2 separate regions of the Zea mays genome follow, and region 1 is linked to region 2. Evidence: chromatin contacts called from public Hi-C data. All regions are on one chromosome and are shown on one strand. The core of a region is the stretch at or near the end of the contact, and the rest is flanking DNA. Distances in the headings are between cores, read along the strand shown.

What was found. A called contact is a pair of places that touch in the nucleus more often than the background predicts.
Region 1: a Hi-C map of ear shows a contact between it and region 2, with 2.0 times the contacts expected there. The contact joins the promoter of LOC100278683 here to the promoter of LOC100283636 in region 2. A contact is called at or near these places in 4 of 25 Hi-C or Micro-C datasets (ear, leaf, seedling and 1 more).

Annotation. Positions count from the first base shown.
Region 1 is chr10:113,257,203-113,260,982 of Zm-B73-REFERENCE-NAM-5.0, forward strand. It overlaps LOC100278683, which reads left to right and starts at 1,327. Exons shown (of 11, transcript NM_001371665.1): 1 at 1,327-1,568; 2 at 2,509-2,581; 3 at 2,683-2,760; 4 at 3,414-3,475; 5 at 3,588-3,656. The coding sequence starts at 1,449.
Region 2 is chr10:112,688,864-112,692,154 of Zm-B73-REFERENCE-NAM-5.0, forward strand. LOC100283636 (ATGP4) reads right to left here and starts at 1,444. Exons shown (of 3, transcript NM_001374041.1): 1 at 994-1,444. The coding sequence starts at 1,183.

The DNA of each region.
Region 1 (3,780 bases), core at 77-2,576, 570 kb after region 2:
GTGGCAAATGGGTAACACGACTTGTGGGTAAAGATGTGTAACCTCTGCAGAGTGTAAAACTGGTATACTAGCCGTGCTCACGGTCATGAGCGGCTCGGACACTCACATGATTAACTTATAGAATTAAATTCAATTTATCATTTGCATCGCATTGGGATTTATTATTATTTTAATTTACTATTGCTATGGTTTAGTATTCACTTACATTTAGTAACTGCTAATAAAATTTTGACCAACTTATAAAAGCAATGCTCACCTTCAACTTTTATTTTGTTGATCAGCCTTACACTTCACATGAATTCCCACCTTTGGTGAGTTCATGCACATTATTCCCCACAACTTGTTGAGCTATGATCTTTTGTGAGCTCACTCTTGCGATATATAAACCCTCCACATGTGAAGAGAAGGTGGTTGAAGAGGAGCCGCCCTACAATGAAGCTTACATGTTGATTTAGGTGGCGTCTCCCAGTCAGCTCTGTGGCGCCAGAAAATAATATTTAGTTCGTTTTTATCATTATTTATTTCCTTGTAAGACTTTCGTTATGTAATAATTATATTTATGATATTTATGACATTTATTTCTATACACTTTGTCATTATATGTGATGTTCTTTCTTGGCGCACATATGAGACGCACCCAACTTTATCCTTTAAATCCGGGTGTGACTGTTCTCTACTGCGGCTCGGTGCCAGAAATAGTTAATGCAGCCGACCACTTATGGCTGGTCAGTCTTAGGCCAGACAAGGAATCCCCTCGAGTGGCTTTCCTTCGGTTCGCGCGGTCCCCCTCTCTAGCTCCACCACGCCTAACCCCGAGCTTAGTGCCTCGGGGTTTATCCGGGGGCGAGCACTTCCAGGGTAGACAGTTCCCTTATCCCCTGCTAGTCGGTGATTCCATATAGTCCAGAGATTCTTATCCCGTACAATCTCTCCGATCGGTGGGCCTCAGAGACCCGTGGATCTTTTTCATGACAGAAATGAAGGGGATCGTAAAGAAATTTGAGTTTCCAAACTAGTGCTAAGAGATTTTTCTTCCTTGTCTTTTCGGGAGATTTTTCTTCCTTGTCTTTTCGGGTTTCTCTTCCCTTACTTTCAAACTTGCCTTTAAAAGTTCTAAGCAGGAGCAGCCATGCAACTACCTTTTTTATGTTTGTTTATGCCATATATTTGGGTCATGCTGGTTTCGTTTGGTCAAACATGGACCAAAATAAATGACTCCATGTATTCTCTCTCCGAAAATCACGCCATAAAGACTCTCCTCTCCGACGACTGACCGTTCCCCGACTCTCTCTCCACATCAGTTTTGGTCCCAAATTCAGCCTGAGAGCTGCAGCAGCGAAGAGCCGAAGAAAGCCAGCCTCGCCTTCCCCCTCTCCCCATACTAATCATCATCAAGGGCCTGCGATTCCAAGTTGCGTTTCCTGTCTGGGGATTCAGGGTGGAAGGAGATGAAATCGCCATTGCGCAGGTTCCGGGGCTTCGCCCTTCATCACCACCACCACCACAGGGAGAGGAAGGACCACCGCCCGCCGTCCGCCAAGCTCGACGAGCTCGTCTACGCCGCCCAGGTCTCCTCTCCGCCGCGAACGCCTCTGTTCATTCCTCTCGGTTATTGCCGTTCGTTCTGCCGTGTGGTTACGCGTTAAAGTCGGATCGTGTGTGCTCGTCGAGGAGCCGCTGTCCCGTCGCTTGCTTATGCCGCTGATTTTCATGGGCTGTGTTGGCCGCAGTGATTTGTTCCTGGGGCACGATGATTTTTTAGGATCGAATGACCTTCGCCTATACATTCTTTTCTGAGCTATAAATCCTTTTTCGTGTTTATTTCTTATATATAGTTTTGCGCTTTTTCTTTTAGACTGGGAATTCTACTTAGTAATCTGTTCATACATTATTTGGATATGATCAGTGAAATGTGTGGATTTGATCGCTTTCATGTATTATTGTGGCCACTAGAGATTTGGAGTCCAGAAGCACATAGTATTCATTTTGTGGCCTGTTTCTTCCTGGTCAAAGTCCACGGTAGGAAGCTTGGGTCGCAGAAAGTAGCTATCTAGAACTCGTCTACAGTCAGCAATTCAAAGTCGTCATGAGAGGAACTGATCATTTGTTTAACCTAGCATTGCCTGCTGGGCGTTATTATATTCAATACCAGTGGAAATACGTTTTCTGAAATTCAGGGGAATTGAGTCTTTTTTTTCAGCATTTCCGTCTCAGATACAATGAACAGTTCCTGTCTTTACTTGACTGCATCTTAATGGATAAATTATGGTGAAAGCTGTTCAGACATGAATGTGATGTTGGATAGTGATTGAAGTTTATTATATGGTACAAGTTTGACAGGACTATAAGCTGATCCATGATTTAAATTTTCAGACAAATTCACAAGTCATTCACTTTCTCATGTGAACTGTAATAGGAAGAAAAGATTTGGGGCCACAACTGCCCTCTAGTGGAAATTAAAAAAATTTAACCCACCTTTTGCAACAAACATGGAATTGTACTTTGCAGGAAATGGAAGATATGAGGAACTGTTACGATAGCTTGCTTTCAGCTGCAGCCGCAACGACAAATAGTGTATATGGTGATTGCTATTTTTACTTCTAATGAAATAAAACTGTCCCTATCTTCACATCAGATATTTCATCTGTCGTTCTTACAGTCACATGTAATCTATTTATACAGAGTTTGCGGAAGCCATGGGTGAAATGGGAACTTGCTTGCTTGAAAAAGCTGCATTGAATTATGATGATGATGAAAGTGGTGAGTGATTTCGTGGATCTGTATGTATGAGATGGAAATTTGTGGTTTGAAATTATTCTTACGAGTGTCTTTAGCAAATTGGTTTTCGTGTTTTAGAGCCAACTATACTATTTTTCAGCATATCCATTTCTTTCTTGAGCGGTGTATGCCATTTTTGTATGGATAAGCCCTGAAACAAAATTTTCTGCTACTCAGCCCCCTGTATAAAGAGAGACAGGTGTTGGCTGAATCTGAAACACGAGGAGGCAGTAAAATGGGATTTGGAAGAATAGAATATTATCCACTGGATTTGGATAGAATCCTCTTAAGCAATTCATTTACCTGAAGTACTGAATCATGAACTGATCTTCAAGATGTACTAGTAATATTTGTTTATTTTAGACATTTTCTTATTTTTTACCACTAGTACAAATTTTGAGGGTGTTCTTTTTTTTGACATCGTGTCAGCCTTGTCATCCAGTTTTGCCATACTAGTGTCCACTTTATCTCTTGATAGCCAAATCCTTCATTGAAAACTTTTGTTAGTTGATGATACTTTTCTTCTAGCTTTCAGTGAATGTAGAAAACAAAATTGTGTTTGTTTTTTAGAGATACATCTCTATTTTAAGAAGTATCGGGCCTTCTTCGTTCTATTCATTTAGCCTTACCTGCAGGTAAAGTGCTGATGAAGCTAGGGAAGGCCCAATTTGAACTACAAAAGTTTGTGGATGACTATGTAAAGTCCTTTTACACTGTTGTAAAATTCTATCACAACATATTCTTCAATCCATCATACTATTTAATGTATGATCTGTATGTTTACTAGTATTTTTTTCCTTTCTTTATAGCGTACAAATATTATAAATACAATCACAAATCCATCAGAGTCCCTTCTGAAAGAGCTACAAGTCGTAGAGGTTAGATCTCCCTGCTTATGCTTTTCTCAACTTCATGCATTTGTGAGCTCACCTTCAAATATTGTCACTTTGCTATTTTATTGTTCATATTGCATTTATCATCCAAATAAAAGAAAAAAATAGA
Region 2 (3,291 bases), core at 194-2,693:
ATTTCTTCAAATATGATGTGGCTTAGAACAAATCGGATGATGTAGCTTCGTGGATGCAGATAAATAGAAATTAATGACTCTTAGTGATTGCATCTAGGGATGAAAACCGAAACAAAAAATTCCGTAATCAGGGCCTCGTAACGGTATCGTTTCAGTAAATACAATACTGTTTCCGAAAATTACTGTATTAAAAATTTTGAATTTTAAATTTCTGTCAACATCATATTGTAGTCGTTAATAAGTAGACTAATTATGAAACCGGGTAAAATTCCGACCAACCGGTAATCGTTTTCGTATAGATAATATCGTTTCCAACTGTTTTCATCCCTAGTTGCATCTAGATAGGTTATATAAGTATATTCAGGCACAATCATCATAAAAAAAACTGGACCACAGTGGGGAGACACCCCTGGGTTTTTGCCTTAAGAAGCTGTACCAGGATTCAAACGCGGACCAGCAAAGCAAGCCCTCCCCCCTCCCAAAAAAAATGTTCTGATCGGTATAACTGGTTGAGAAGCTAGTTGGTATAGCCATCATAAATACCAGGATAGTTTAACACTGAGGTTAGGCCACAAAACAATTAATTAAGCTCAAATCTTCCATTCATCTACCAAGCTTAGAGGTAGGGAAAAACCAATTCCTAGTTATCTTTTTGCTGCAGCATATTCCATACCGTTTCTGCTATGCCTCGAATATTTTCAATTGAATCCATTTAGAATCTCAACAAAAGAAGTGGTTGCTAATAATGGAGGCACACTTCCTTTTCCCTAAATCAGGCACCAAACAATGAAGGCAACGAATAAGAAAATCTGAGCTCATTCCCTTTAAAGCCCTATGTTCCTCCTTGCGACACATAGACATAGGGACTAAGAATAGCAACAAAAATATAAGCAAATTTAGCAGTATATATCACAAGACTTCACAGCATGGGCGGGGCCGGCTCATTACGCCTCACAAGAGTTCCTCAACTCAAAAAAACGGAACTTTTAAGACCTTTGGGCCAATCGGCGACGACGCGATCCTTGAGGGCGGCTACGGTAGTGGCGGCGGCGTTGCAGCGCACGGGACCGATGTCAGAGCCATCGAAGAGACGAAACTTCACCTCCACCTCCTCTGCCTCCCCTTCCTGCTCCCGCTCTTCCATCTCTTCCGCTCCAACCTTCGCTCCCTCCTTCTCCGCCATTTCTTGGTCTCTCGCCAACAACTGGGATGTTTCCTGGACACAACCGGAGCCCTGCGGGTCCCTGCCGCTCAGAGTGAGAGCCCCAAAGGCCGGCGCGAGCAGACGCGAGGAGGGGCTGGGTGCTCGGGTTAGGGTTTGGTGGGGGGACGCGAGGAGAGGAAGAGAAGCAGAAGGCTGTGCGCCTGAGGCCTGAGCCCAGGAGGTAAGGAGAAAATTGTCTTTTCCTTCAGCAGCAGCAACAAGCTGATGCGAACGCCGAACGGGTATCGATCGATATATTCCGACGAGAAAGATGATTTTATACCGTTGGTGAGTGAATATACGATGGCGGTGGCTTTTTTTAAAAAAATACCACTAGTCTTATTTAAAATATTTATTTTACAATATAAAATTTTAAATCACATTTAAACAAAGTAAAATAGAACACACAAAATAAATTATAATTCATTATATCTTTTAAATAAGGTTATTATTTAAAGTTTTAAAAAAAATCAATGATGTCATATATTTATAAACGGATATAGTATATCTATCTAAATTTGTAAGCATGACTCCTATTATGTCGTAAAATAAATATACATCTAACTTTAGGTGAAGATAGCAAACGATGGGATTATCTTTTATCTTAAGTAATACCCTTAGTCATTACTTAGATAAGTCATAAGTATCTTCTAGTGACTATTATTAACTAGAGAACATATCTGGTGCACATAGAAGATTGGTGCACATGATGCACATATTAAATCATCACCACTCATTTTAGATCTAACGTCTCTAGTTGATCATTCAATTTACAAATAACACCTTCGACCAATACACACCACCACGTTGGAGGGTGTCCTTAGCAAAATATATTAAACAACTAGAGAAGTTAGATATAAAATGAGTGGTGATGATTTAATATGTGTACCATGTGCACCAATCTTCCATGTGCATCAGATATGTTCTCTATTAACTAATAATCACTACTATATTTAAGTAGGAGTTTTTTCCTTCATGCATCATCCCCTCGTAGTCGCGCCAGGTGTCGCAATTGGAAGGGGGTTGTCATGACCTCCCTTCTCTTAGTCATATTTGCACACTCCCCATTTCTTTTGGTGGAGCCCCAATGCCATCATCACTGCCTTTGCGCCACGCCGACCCTTGGCCTCTGTAAGCTAGGTATCTACATGGCTCGTTGTATTGCGAGTCCTGTAGATGACCGACAAACTCTGGCCTAGGCTCAGTAGGTCATGATTGCACCATAGACCGAGGGGCTCACAGATCATGAGTGGGACGTGGGCTGACTCTCCTACAGTGGCTCGGTGCCAGGAGTAGTTAATGCGACGGTCATTTATGGCGGGTCAGTCTTGGGCCAAGCGAGGAACCCACTCGAGTGGCCTCCTCTCGGTTCGTCTGTCCCCTTCTTTGGCTCCGCCTCACCTGACCTCGTCCTCACATCACATCAACACTCATCACAAAGAAGCAAATCAGTCATAACACAAAGACAAACATCACAAGCATTCAACGACAAACATCTCGTTGCTACATGTTTATGTTAACTAGATGGTGGTCTTTCCTTACAAATGGGGAACTACTTTAAGGCCATCGAAAGACAGGGGAATGGTAAGACATGCCAGATAGGGGCATGAGCATAATAAAGGATGGAGTTAAAGCAAGGATTGTAACCAACAAGGGAGAGCACGCAAAGGTCATGCTATGTAAAACACCATTCTCAAATCGAGATGGGAAAGATGATATTTCAAAAGGTAGGTATAAGATAAGCATCATGGAAAGATCTAGAGATTACAAAGGTAAGGGAGGTAACAGGCAAAAGCACACCAAAGGATCAAGTTAAGACAAGACTTGCAACGCGGTAGAGGAAAAGGGAACGAACAAGAGTGGGATGGGTAAGACAACACTCTTGAACTGAAATGGGAGAGGAGGCTTTAAAATGCAGGTACATGATAAGCATCAAGGTAAAGATTGAGGCATGACAAGGGTTAAGGTGATAACGGACAAACACACAATAAAGGATGTATTTTAGACAAAACTTGCAAGGCGTCGAAGAAGGGGGAGCAATCAATGGTGAAGTAGGTGAAGCATCATCCTTGATCAGGGACGAAAAA